Regions from separate parts of the Mus musculus genome. Here all the other regions are linked to region 1. The links are chromatin contacts, called in public Hi-C and HiChIP or PLAC-seq maps. All regions are on one chromosome and are shown on one strand. The core of a region is the stretch at or near the end of the contact, and the rest is flanking DNA. Distances in the headings are between cores, read along the strand shown.

Region 1 (4,287 bases), core at 519-3,018:
CAAGGCCACCGCAGAACGTCTCTGCCCGGAGCCTAAATGCCCTCGGGGCGTGCGGGCTGCAGAGGCGGTGAAGGCAGCAGGGCTTCCTAGGAGAAGGAAAAAGGGAGGGATCGCGGCCGCCTCTGGCTTCCCTGTGGCCGAACCCACCTGTCTCTGCAAAGCTGATGATCTCGGAGACGCGCTCCTGGCCGTCGGCGCCCGGGCTGGCGTGGCCGTCGAGGTGCGGGATCTCCACGCGGCCGTCCTCGCGCACCTTGCCGGCGTGCAGCTTGCGCAGGGCCGTGACCATGGCGGCCTTGGGGACAGCGTGCGTGATGTTGGGCCGGCCCCGCAACTGCAGGCGGCTCAAGATGTGTCTCTTCACCGCCTCCAGGAAGTCACCGTCCACCCGGCCCAGCTCCTCCGGCCGCCGGAAGCCGCCGCCGCCGCCACCGCACGACGTACAGGTGTCCTGCGAGCCACCCGGAGCTCCGGGTGGCGGGGGCGGGGGCGGCGCAGCGGGCGACGGCGGGGGTGTGGGAGAGCCCCAGGCCTCGGGTCCCAACCAGCCGGCCACCAGGAGCAGAAGGCAGGCGGCCCCCAACGCCCGACCGGGCAGCCCGTCCATGGTGCGCCGCTGGCGACGAGGGCGCCCGCCGCGAGGCGAGGCGAAGCGAGCTCAGGGCCGGGCTCCGGGCTCTGGGCGCACCGCCCCGCCCCGCCCCCGCCCGGGCCTCCGCCCGCCCGCCTGCCGGGAGCGCCGCCGCCGGCTCGCAGGGGGAGGGGGCCGGCCGGGCCGCGGGGGTTCCCGCGCGGCCGAGAAGGGGCGCCGCGGGGACCAGAAGGGAACGCGGGCTGGCGGTGAGGGGGTGGGGGGGACCGCCGGGTCAGTGGCGCGCTGACGACTCGGGGCGCCTAGGCATCTGCAGCCTGCCCATCCTCTCCGCGTCGAGGGCCACCGCAGCCCCCTGATCGGGGTGAAGCGAAAGCGAGGAGCGGCAGCAGCGGTGCTGGCACGGTGGCTTGGCTCGGCCGGGCTGGAAAGGTGGAGGGAAGAGGCGGCAGCGGGCGCAAGTCGCTCTGGAGACTGAAGCGAAGGTGCCGGAGACCCCGGGCGCGGCGCTGCGGAGGGCGCTGCGGCTGGGGCCCCGCGACCGCACCTGAGCGCCTCGCCCTGTCGCTGCTCGCAGCGAGGACACGGCCGCCCGAGGCAGCGGCGGTGATGGGCAGGTCCTTCTCCCCTGCTCCGGGCCGGCGGGAGGAGAGAGAGCTGTGCGGGGGAGCGCCGCTGCGCGGGCCCTTCTTACAGGAGGTGCCGAGCCCTCCTGGGCGGCGGGCCCTGCAGTCCTCCCAGCGCGTCACCCGGCAAAGTTGTCTCCAGGCTCCCCCGGGCGCCGCATCCACGGGCGGGCGAGCCGCGGCGCGCTTCTCCTGGGCCTCTGCTCCTCCCTGCTTCCCTGTGCCTGGCCGCCTGAGCGGGCCGGCCGGGGCGGCGGAGGAGGGAAAGGCGGTGGCAGGGCCCTTCTCGCCGCTGTCTCTTCTGCCTGCCGCGGCAGTGGCGGCCAAAAGTCTCTCTGTGTCCCCAGAATCGAGTGCCCTGGCTCGCGCTCCCACTGGCACACGCTGCAGGGCCGGGGAGAGAGCGAGTCGGCGGTGGCGGTGGCAGCAGCGTCCCCGCGCCCAGCCGTGGCTCGGAGTGCAGAGCGCGCCCGAGGAGTTCTTCGCTTTGCCTTCTCTTCCTTTCCACTCCCTGTTCTTTTTTTCCCGAGGGGTAAAAAAGCCGCACAATCTCCGTATGTGCGCGCGCGTTGAGATAGACGTTGGCAGGAAAAAAAGGGGGGAGGGGGAGTGTCGTCCGGGCAGTGCGGGAGGAGACGGTCCGCGCCTCCCTACTCGGGCGTCCCGGGGGCGGAGGGGGAGGCGGATTCTGCAGGTCGCTGCTGCCTGATCCTCCTCCCACCCCCTCTTCCCTCCGCTCTTTCCCTTTCTGCCTTGGCGAGGAGGGGCAAGAAGGTTCTCTCCACCCTGCGCCCCCCCCCCCGCGATGCCAGGCCACTTTTGCTACCTCGAAACTTTCCCACCACGTGAGTGCTCCAGACCCTCGCCCCATGGGGCGATGGATAAATGGCACCGACACGCTCCTGGTGTAGGATCCGGGTGCTTCTGGACACCCCTTACTCAGGGCCACGAAAGCCGCCCCCCGCCCCCGTCCCAAATTGTCGCCTTTCACAACCGGGACGGGCGACCCTCTCTCGCCGCAGCTGCCCCTAGAGCCTTCAAGGGACGATCTTTCGCTATCCAATCTGCTAGGTGGGGGTGGGGAGTAAGTTCGAATGCAGCAGAGAAGAGGTGCGGCTGGATGCCACCCTCGGGCTACAGCGCCCTCTTCTAGCGTCCGAGGCCGCTGTCCCAATGGGCGATGGGTTAACCCCCTGGGCTAGAAGAGTAAGGGAAGCGGAGGCTGCTGGAGGCTTGGCCAGCTCTGCTGTAGTTGGCCCGAGGGTCTACCTGCATTGTTTGGGAACCCATCTTTGAGGACCCAAGGTCTCTGGAGGCTCAGGGCTTGCCAGACTGTTGGGGTCTCCACTGTCCCATTCGTGTCTTGTCACACTTGGCCTCAGACAAACCCAGATTCTAATGAAGGGCTCAGGTACTACCGGATTTGAATCCAGTCCAACCTCACCTTGCCCTGCCTCTTTCTCTCTCTCTCTCTCTCTCTCTCTCTCTCTCTCTCTCTCTCTCTCTCTCTCTCTCTCTCTCTCTCTCTCTCTCTCGGCTGTAAAGGGGCACTGTGATACCTGCACCACACTGGTGCTTTGGGAGGTCCAAACAGACTAAACCAACCTCGCAGAAGCGGATATAAAGATGGTTCTGGGACGCTCTTCTGGCTGCCAGTAATGGGTGGGAGTCTGACTCCCAGTACTGACTAGAGAACTGCAAATGTACCCTCTTCTTTCTGTCTCTTTTCCCGACCCTACCTGGGTCTGGGACGACAATGCCCACGGGGCACAGTTCCCAGAGACCAGAACACATTGCCTGCAAACAGCCCCCCCCCCCCCTTCCCAGGACGCTTACCCACAATAGGCTCACCTAACGACAGGCAAGACTGAGAGGTAGACGCATGGATGGTTCTCTTTGGAATCGGGACAACCCTCCCTAAAGACACCTCAGACTTGGGGAGGGGGGTCGTTCCACCAACATCCATTGCTTCCCAACTTCCCAAGACAACCCTACCCTGTGGACCTTAGCCAGAACAGCAGTTCCGCGGAAGCACGAAAGTCTGGGAGCAGAGCGCCCCCTCTCTCCCTGTAGGAGGAACAGACCAGAAGTCTGCGGGGCAAAACTAGGGCGGGTCTGACTTAACCAACTCTGAGTCTGAAGCAAGAGCCCCTCTCCTTCCCGCCCCCGCAGAATCCAGACGATAATAGCCCTTCTGCCCTTAGGAGACCCATTCTTTGCTGTTCCTGTCCTGTGTCCTTTCCCCCGCCCTTTCAGGGTCCAGTGAGCCCTTGGGCAACTAGGAGATGCTCCTGGCAGCCTGTGACAGCCCAACCTGAATATGGTCCTGAGCCTACCTGCCCCACCTCAGACTTTTGTGTATACACTCCAGGCACAATACACAATCTGACCCTCTGGCTCTTTCTGTAAGCAGATCCACCCACTATTTGGCTATTTCATCCTTGGTCTTTAAGATTTAGCCCAGTCTTTCCTCCTGGGTGAAGCCCTCACTGGCCCTCTGTGCCCCAGGGAAGTGATTTATCTAATTAGGTAGGTGCCCAGTGCCTGGCTGGCTGCCTCATTGCCTGACTTAGCTCCAGCACAGGGGCTAGGTCTCACGGGCTCTGTCTAGTGCCAGACCTGACAGATGACCAGGGAGGGCTTAGGAAGGAACGACTGATGAATGAAGGAGAGAAGTCATTAAGCCAATGAAAGGTTTAATGACCCCTTCCCCTCCCCCCAGCTCCAGCCTGACCTATGCAGATAGTCTTTCTCACCAGCCTCGACTGGGCTGGACAGAGCTATAGAAAAAAAAAAGGGACAGTAGCTGTTTGCCTTCGGGAACTTGAAGCAAATCTGCCTGTTGACCTGGCACCAAAGAGGCAAAAGCCACCCTGTCCTTGCTGGTGGGAGGAGGGTCCACACTTCCAGCCCTGCTGCTAGTCAACTGCCGGGAGGGAACTGGGTCAAGGGTAGTCAGAAACCATCTGCTGGAGAAGCTGGGATTATCCTGCCCTCTGCTGATCCCCCAGCCCACAGGAGCTGAGGGTGTAAATTGAGTTCTTCCAGATCATCTTGTGTTGCGGGGGA
Region 2 (4,287 bases), core at 728-3,227, 200 kb before region 1:
TGGAGGTACCTGGCTATGAGGACCCACCCCTGGTCTGGGTGTAGGGTGCAGGAACCCCTGTCACTTGCTTTATGCTACTCTGGGAGCTGGACAAGATGGCACGCCCTCCCCACCCTCTTGCTTCATCCCTTGGACTTTGACACATTTATTTTCTGTGCCATCTGTGCCATGCCAAACATCTGGAAGGAAACGGGGGAGGTGGGGTGGGGGATCCACCAGGAATTTAAATGTTTGTTCTGCACGGTATCTTTGAGCATGGAGTTAGGGAAACTTGACATCTTTAGCCAATTGTTTGGTGGTGTGTAGACTCAAGCCAGCATCTAATCCAATAAAGAATGCCCCTCCTTGCCCTCTCTCATGCAACCAGTCACTGGACAGCCTGGGAACATTCTCTCTTTTCTTCTCAGATGTTTCTAGAGTCAATGGGAGTCTGCAGAACAGTTGTTCAGCCAGCATACCGGAGATACAGTGAGAACCACGGCATTTCAGAGAAAGAATGCTGGGCGGTTTGGGCAGATCTTCCACATTTATCTTTCTACTTCTATGCTGTCCCGTTGTCTTCTTCGTCCTCCACCTTGACCATCACATGAGCGTGCCTAGGTGTGCTATCTCCCATAAAATAGAATAGTCCTGCTGGTCCATTGCTCCTCCGTTCAGGTGCACCTCCTTTCTGTTCAAGAGAGCAAAAAATCAGAATGAATAGAAAACCTGAAAGGTTGCATCGTTTTAATGAAGACATTTTCACACTTAGAGGAATAATCAGGGCTCAAGAGATACTTTAATCAGTAAGGTTGTACTTGAGTTTGATCCCCGAGACCTTTGCAATAGAAAGCTAGCGAAGGTGGCACCTGATTGTAATTCCAACTCTGGAAAGGTGGAGATAAAGAGGCCATTGGGACTTACTGGCCAGCCTGCCTAGCTTACCTGGCAAGTTTCAGGCCAGTGAGAGACCTGGTTTCGAGAAAATGGAGTCTGAAAAAGAAAAGGTTGTCCTCTGGTCTCTCTACACATATACATATATCTTTACATACATGTGCATATACAGACACACACACACATGAATGCATGCATGGTCATGCATGAATATACACACACACACAAACACACAAGGATTAATCAGACATTTAGACACAAAGGGATGAGCTCTCTCGCCTCTCTTCCAGCCTTTACTTTCATTCTTTTTGCTAATGCCAGGCATCAAGGCAAGCTCCAAATGTAGCACCTCCCCTTCCTCCTTCACAACGTTGGCTCCGTTTAACAAATTCTCAAAGTCAAGTGTACCCAAGCCAAGGGGAAGCACAGAGAGGGCCTGGGGGAGGGATAACACTTGACTCAGGCTTGTGGGGGCATAAGAATGGCTTGCAAGCAGCATCCCTTAGTCAATAGGCTTAAGCCTGTGACATAGTCAACTTCTAGATCACAAGCCTTCCTGACCCCCTCCTCCCTTCCTGCTCACTGAAGCCTGAGGCCTTGTTCCTGACAAGGCTCTCTTCTTTTGTCCTTATTGGCTGTTCTAGAGTGTTCTGCCTTTAAGCCCAGCTCAAACACCTCCTGCTTAGGGTGACAGCTCTCCTGCAGACAGGACCAGTTTCATGGGCCCATGAACCTGTGTTATCTCACAAGAAACATCTCCAACTGTTGACACCTTCAAACTCACAATCATTTCAATATCTCTGACCTTGGGCTGGAGAAATGGCTCTGAGGATAAAAATGCTTGCTGTTTAAGTTTCAGAACCTGAGTTTAGGTCTCCAGAACCCACATGGAGATGATGCAGTCTGCAACCCCAAACCCCATTGTTTCTATGATGAGATAAAGAATCCATAGAAGTTCACAGGCCAGCTGGCCTGGGGAGGCAGTGATAAACAACTAAGGCCCTGTTTAAAGTGAGGTGGAAGAGAAGGACAAGCACTCAATGCTGTCCTCTAAACTCCGTTGAAAGCCGGCACTAAGAACACACAACTCTCTGATCCTGAGCTCTCTCAGCAAAGTCTAATTGGACAGCGGAGTCCGGGAGTGAGCAGAGACACGGGAGACAGCAGCAGTGTCTAAGTACAGGATCAGTGTGTTCTGCCTGCCTGCCTGAGTGCCAGCCCCAGAGTCACCCTTTCCCCTTGACTCAGAGTCCACTTTCAGGGCTGAAAGACAGGCCTGCATTCCCAGAACACAAATGGCCAAAGATCTACCGTGCCCTTTCTCTCTTGTGTGACGTCGCTCGATTACTAGCCACTTATGCTGGAAGTGATGACCAAGGAGGAAGGGGAAAGACAGGGCGCCCAAAGTTCCTTTTCCTCTACGTCTTTCCTTTCCCGTCAATGATCTCAGGTCAGGGCAGACGGTGTGTTGTGCAAGACACAAGATGATGGCAGTGACCCAAGTGTCCCTCAATGTCTAGTGGGAACAATAAGCTCTGAAAGCTGCATTGTGTCATTTTGGTTGCTCTGAGTAGGGCTTGAATGTTTTTAAAATTTTTAAACAACCTTCCACTCTATTAAATAAAGACCAAGAAGTGAAATGCATGCTAACAATAAAATGTTTTAACATCTATTTAGGATGATACATATCAATATGCAAACACATCAATGAGTAGAAAAGTGCCACTAAACAGGAAAACAGCTTAAATATTAAATGTTGGTCTTGATGATGCTCCTCCCTGCTCTTTCATGAACAGAGATATACCCTTTTCCCTCATACTGAGACTCAGTCAGCATGCAGCCAGAGGCTGGGGCTAGGTCATGGTAATTCTGAGTTCTGTTACCAACACTGCCAAGTCAGTAAAATCAGGGGACTAGTAAAGTGCCTGAGCTAGCATGAGGAGCTGCACTCAGATTCCCAGCATCAATGTAAAAAGCTGGGCACCACGGTGACTATCTGTAACTCCATCGTTGGATTGGGCAGAGACAGGTGAATCCCCAAAGCTCACTAGCTAGCCGCTCTAGCCAGATCAGCGAGCTCCTAAACTGAGATGCAGAATGGTTACAAAGACACTAGGGTATTTGTACACAGCGGTGAAGAGTAACAGATACAAACAGTGAAGAGTAATAGATACGAACTTTACCTGAACTAATGACAATCACATCAACAGAATGGATGCCAATCATGGAACAGTGGCGAACAGATCTGAGATGGCAAGATTTAAAAAAAAAAAAAATCAACAGCTATTTTGTGAGTGTGTGTGTGTGTGTGTGTGAGTGAGTGTGAGTGTATGAGTGCATTTGCTCTCACATGACATAGAATGGGTGTGGAAAACTTGAGGAAGTCAGTTTTCTCCTTCTATCATGTGTGTCCCAGGGATTGACCCTAGATTGTTAGGACCGGTGGCTAGCCTCACAGTTTACCTGCTAGCCATCTTGCCAGGCCATGGTGAATTATTAATACATCGTGAGTGAGCCAAGCTTTCTAGCATTCTCCTGTCTGGCAGCCAAGACAAGAGTATACTGAGGAAGGTGAGACATGTCACGGAGCCACTGAGGAATTCAGGGACACTACCGGTCTGCTGGGCCAATGCTGCTGTCATTGGAAGCAGCAGGTGGCTACATCGCAGTGGCTGCCAGGTAAAAGAGAAGCCTGAGGCTTCGGCACAGAGTGGCTAGCTCGGCATGGTCTGTGCTCCCCCGACCTCAAGGAGCCCATTGTGGTGGGGAAAGGATGGAAGCCAAGGATCAAAGTTAGTCCTTTTCTCTCCCAGCTGGGTGAAACAGGTGTGGAAAACCTACATAGCAGCAGCACGTGCCTCTAAAGTGGACTGTCCCACAAGATCCCAGGTCACCCTGGAAGGCTGAACGGTCCCTGGTGGTGTTGATGAAAGGCCAGCATTTACCAGGAACAACAGGAAATCGACAGAGCTGAAAGCCCTGTGTGGGAAGTCTGGAGTTGGTAGCTGGGAGACTGGCAGGAACCCTGAGGACTGGAGGCAGATGCCACCGCCACCACCAGAAGACCCTGCCCTGAAGTACACAAAGATAATTCTCTTTCGCTTCCTCTTCCCCTCCCTCCCTCCCCACTGTGTGTGTGTGTGTGTGTGTGTGTGTGTGTGTGTAGTCAAGGTTTCTGTATACGATTTATTAGTGTGGCTTATAGGCTATGTGTCCTTCTAATTGAACAATGGCTATGTCCTGGCAGAAAGGCCAAGATGCTAGTGTTCAGTCCGCAGGGCTAGATGTCTCAGCTTGTCTTCAGTCTGTTTTGGAGTCCTGAAGAAGCAGGTTCTAACACCAGCTAAGGAATGCCTCCGCAGCAGAACAGATGAACTTGCCAGAGAGAAAAGTGGGAAGCCAGCTAAAAGCAAA
Region 3 (4,287 bases), core at 1,141-3,640, 170 kb before region 1:
CCTCCTGGCCTAAAGCTAGGGCTCTGCCAAGACAGCATGCCATTCCTGAGCTAAGGAGCTCACCTCCTATCTTCTTCTCCCTCTCAGTATCATAGAAGACGGAACCCAGGTCATGCCTACCTGCAGACAACCATCTCTCTTAAACATCTCTTTGACACTTCTACACCATCCACTAGACTGCTAGCAAGGCACTACAAGCTGAGCCTTCAGGAGAAACAGGGCCACATGGTGCTAATATCTCCGGTGCCATCTCTGCAGATCCATGTCTGGTCCTCTGGTGAGCTCATGGATAGCCATGGGTCCTGGCCAGTACTCTTGCAGAGCTGGCCTATGTGTTCAGTGGGCAGCAGGAGCATGTCTGTCTGATGAATCCCAGGGCTTCACCCAAGCCTCAGGTCTGAATGGAAACATTATCACAATTTAATTACCTTTCACAAACAGCAGCCTGGGAAACCCCACTCCTTGGCCAGAATGCCAACCTCAAAGGGAGCCAGGGGTGAGCGGAAGCTGTGCTCCCCCAGGGGTGAGGGGACAGCCTGGGGGATCTGTACACCCTTTAATGAAGCTTCCTAGTGACCCCCAGGACCCTCGGCGCTCATGGGGCCTATGAAGGTTCTCCCCCCCACCCTCGCCATGCAACACAAACTCTAGAGCCCGGCAAGCACATGGGGTTTTGTTTGGAATGTCCTGAGGGGTTTCCTCCTCCTTTCTTTCTTTCTTTCTTTCTTTCTTTCTTTCTTTCCCCCCTTTTCTGTCTTTTTCCCCCTCCGTGTGTGTGTGTGTGTGTGTGTGTGTGTGTGTGTGTGTGTGTTTTAATAAAACGGGTGATAAAGAGTCCTGCCAGGAACCATTGTCTTCCCAAGTCTAAAGTGTTCGAAATTAATTTATCCGCCTAGGATGGTGTATAAATTTCTCATTACGAGTGTCAGTGATGAACAAGAAACCATTCCAAGAAATGTCTCGGGCCCTTGCCAAGCCCCGGGCCCTGGGTCCCTCGCAGAGCCAGTGCCCGCGACAATGGGCTTCACACAGTCAGGAGTGTTAACTATGCATGCTTTCGCGTTGCCCGGGCTCAGCCAAATGTCCTGTGAGAACGACACGTCCACACCCGGTTTTATTATTCTACACAGATGCTGGCTCGTTGTGTGTCTCCAGCTTTCAGAGCACAATGCGGGGTGTTGCGGGGGGAAGTTGTGGTTGTGGTGGGTTTGTGCTGTTTACTATACTCTTCTCCCTTACTCCTAATTTGGGTGACCACACCCACTTCCATGCCACAAAAGGTTGACTTGAGGGGACAATCCTGGGAGAGCCCTGGAAGAGTGTGTTCGGGTGGGGGAGGAGTTACACGAATCAGTGAATTGAGTCTCTTTGAGGTGTGTGCTGGGCTATGGGGGTGGGAGGACAGGGAATGAAACCAAGAGAGAAAGGAGAAGGGGAGGGGGAGGTTAAGTCTTGGAATGGGAGGGATGGGAGGATGACATCTGAAGCTCTCCTCTCTGAATCCTACTCTCAGCTCCACCTCCGTGGTTGTCCCCAGGAGCCTAGACATTGGAGAAAGGAGCCTCCTGGGACTTCTTGCCATGTGTCTACCTCCAATTCCTACACACAACCTGCAACCTAACACCGGAGAAACTGAATGGGTGGCAAGCTGGGATGGGCCAACAGGCTGGTCTTTCCTCCTTCCCCAACAGTTGGTGGCAGTCTCTCACTCCACAAAGCGCGCCACCCAGTGGCTCCAGGGTGAGGCTCTGCACCTTTCTGCCTGCTCAGGTCGGCTCTGTCTTTGCCCTAAGCATCATGCCTGAAGCCCAGAACAGGTCTCTTGCCTAACACACAAGGTCTCCAGGAGCTTTGCTAGTGTCCACAGATCCTGGCCAATCAGTAGAGGATAGTTTTATCAAAGCCACTGAAATGTGGATAAATCTGAGACTCTGAGGGGAAGGCAAGAAAGCTAGCCAAGGAGCCAGGGAACCCCATTTGAGTCTTACCTTTGTCAGCATTCTTGTGTCACCTAGACCCATTGTGAATACAAAGTTCTGAGTCTGGGGTCCCTCGCAACCCCAAGTGATGGTCTTTAGGATGAGACTGGTGTCCATAGGCACTGACAGCAGGGAGGCTGGGGTGACTTCAAGGGGCTGGATATCAAGGCCAGCCACCAGAAGGAGCCTATGTGTAATTCAGCCTGCAACATTTCTAAGCCCTGAAAGAGCACATAGAGGCCGCTTCCTCAGGGGTCTTAGCCAGAGGGCTGGGCATGCTCAGACCAACAGGCCACTTTGCAGAAGCACCAGGCTTGGCAGGCAAGCGCATTGCCTGGTCTCTATGCCTGGCCATTGAGGGCAGGGCCTCTGCAGTGTGGCTGATTGGGATGCCTGGCAAGTCACCGGCCCCGGGCGGTGGGCCAGCCTGCAGCCCTGCGGAGGTGGCCTCATTAAAGGACTCATGGTCCAGTGGGCAGGGCATCAGACTGGACATCTGGAGGTTTGGGGCCGGGTCCAGCTTGCTGCTGCTTTGCTGGGTGACCTTAAGCAGCTTACTCGGCCTCTCAGTGCTCCACCTGCTGCCTGCCTTCTCCCTGTCTGGCAAGGCTTCCTGGAGGGGAAGTTACTGGAGCAGTTCAGGGAAGCCTAGATGCTGCAGGGCCTCACTCTCAGTCATTCCTGTCGTGCCAGGGGTGGGCAGGGTCATCAGGAGCCTTCCTGCTGAAAGTATCTTAAGAGCTTCCCAGACACAATTGCCTAGGTCTGCAACAAAGTGACATAAGGACCCTCAAAGGTGACTGTGGCCTCATCTAACAGGGAAGGCTGTGAGGATATATCCATGAAATTCTTTTACTCCAGAGGGGGAATTGATCCAGGATCCAGCATCATGAAGGTGCTGGGCTGGAGATCTAAGCATCTGGCCTCCAGAATCTTCTATTTCTCTGCTAGGCTATCCCCTCCAGCCTCCCTCTCCAGATCAAGTGAATTTGGGTGTCCATGTAGAATTCTGCCAATCCCCACAATGAGGAATGGGGGAGACAGTGGATAAGAGCACTTGCTGTGTGTAAGCATGAACCCTGGAGTTTTGGTTCCTAGCACCCATGTAGAACCTGGGTGTGGCTACATGTGCCCGTAACCCCTGTACTGGAGTTGGGGGTGATGAGGTAGAAGGTTGGCCAGTGCTTGCTGATAGCCAGACTTGTCAAAAGTTAAATGAAACAAAAATTAAAACAAGCAAGCAAATAAACAAACAAACAAAAAACCCTGTGAGTTCCAGGTTAACTAAAGAACCTTGTATCAAGTGAATAACAGAGAATGCTAGGGCAAACACAGGATGTTCTCCTCTTGCCTTTACAATGGACATGGGCGTGTGTGTGTGTGTGTGTGTGTGTGTGTGTGTGTGTGTGTGTGTGTATGCAATTAAAGCCCTATGATGGTGGTATCTTTGGTGACTTTCTCTCTTAGAAAGAATCAGGCACCTCCTCTGGTACCTGGACTCCTCTCTGCAGCCAGCGCAGAGAGCCTTCTGTTTACCACGCACTGAACTTTATGTACCAACAGCTGATCTTAAGAATGCCTGCATTTACACGGAATCCCAGGCCTGCCTATGTTGAGCCTGCTGCCTGCAAGGCCCCCGCACCTTGTCTTCAGGGTGGATTGATCACTCTTTGTACCTGTAGCTATGCATCCTCCCTGCATGGTTCCTGCTGTGAACATAGCCTGGCTCCCTCCTCTTTGGCCCTGAAGCATCCACCTATCAGAGCACCACAGATCATGCCTACACTCCAGCATAGCTGGATTCCAGGACAGACCCAGTAGATGCTCTGTAGAAGAGCACTGAGAAAATGCCCAAGAGGTCAAGAGAAGCACTTTGGCCCCTCTGGTTTCTGTAATCCCCTTGAACTAGGTCCATCGATTCTCCCAGGCTTCTCCTATTTCCCTGAGGCTTTCTGTGATGGTTAATTCTGTCCACTTGATGGGATCTAGAAACATCCGCAAGATAAGACCCTAAGCCTGTCTGCAATCAAGTTTCTAGGTTGAGGTGGAAGACTCACCCTACTGCAGGCAGCCATCCCTTGGTTGAGAGCCCTAAACTGCATAAAAGGAGAAAGTGAGCCAAACCCCAGAATCCATCTAGCACCACTGCCTGGCTGTGGGTGCTGTGTGAGCAGCTGCCTCGAGCCCCCGTGACCGTGCTTTCCCACCATTACAGACTATTTCCTCAATCGGAACCAGACCAAAGCCCTCCGCTCTTCTGTTGCTTTTAGAAGGCATTTTGTCACAGTAATGAGAAAAGAAGCTAATG

Evidence for each region. A called contact is a pair of places that touch in the nucleus more often than the background predicts. HiChIP or PLAC-seq counts read pairs in DNA pulled down with a chosen protein or histone mark.
Region 2: a contact with region 1 is called in a Hi-C map of cardiomyocytes, with 15 times the contacts expected there. The contact joins the enhancer-like site here to the promoter of Inhbb in region 1. A contact is called at or near these places in 5 of 484 Hi-C or Micro-C datasets (cardiomyocytes, cumulus cells, embryonic stem cells and 2 more), 9 of 115 datasets of contacts at active chromatin or transcription factors (embryonic forebrain, embryonic hindbrain, embryonic midbrain and 5 more) and 3 of 9 other capture datasets (adipose tissue, embryonic stem cells and liver).
Region 3: a contact with region 1 is called in an H3K4me3 HiChIP or PLAC-seq map of neural progenitor cells, with 17 times the contacts expected there. The contact joins the enhancer-like site here to the promoter of Inhbb in region 1. A contact is called at or near these places in 1 of 39 promoter capture datasets (trophoblast stem cells), 35 of 484 Hi-C or Micro-C datasets (the C2C12 cell line, adipose-derived mesenchymal stem cells, astrocytes and 21 more), 16 of 115 datasets of contacts at active chromatin or transcription factors (astrocytes, craniofacial prominence, embryonic forebrain and 9 more) and 1 of 9 other capture datasets (embryonic stem cells).

Annotation. Positions count from the first base shown.
Region 1 is chr1:119,420,480-119,424,766 of GRCm38.p6, forward strand. It overlaps Inhbb (inhibin beta-B), which reads right to left and starts at 1,769. Exons shown (of 2, transcript NM_008381.4): 1 at 148-1,769. The coding sequence starts at 607.
Region 2 is chr1:119,217,809-119,222,095 of GRCm38.p6, forward strand. No RefSeq gene overlaps it. Among named protein-coding and RNA genes, the nearest start is that of Gm46144, 19 kb to the left of the region's middle. Within about 2 kb of position 1,978, at least 17 of the 459 cell types and tissues checked have an H3K27ac peak or open chromatin away from gene starts, as enhancers often do. A contact at or near this core is called in adipose tissue, cardiomyocytes and liver, where this site is marked.
Region 3 is chr1:119,254,576-119,258,862 of GRCm38.p6, forward strand. No RefSeq gene overlaps it. Among named protein-coding and RNA genes, the nearest start is that of Gm33388, 49 kb to the right of the region's middle. Within about 2 kb of position 2,391, at least 30 of the 459 cell types and tissues checked have an H3K27ac peak or open chromatin away from gene starts, as enhancers often do. A contact at or near this core is called in astrocytes, brain, cerebellum and 8 more, where this site is marked.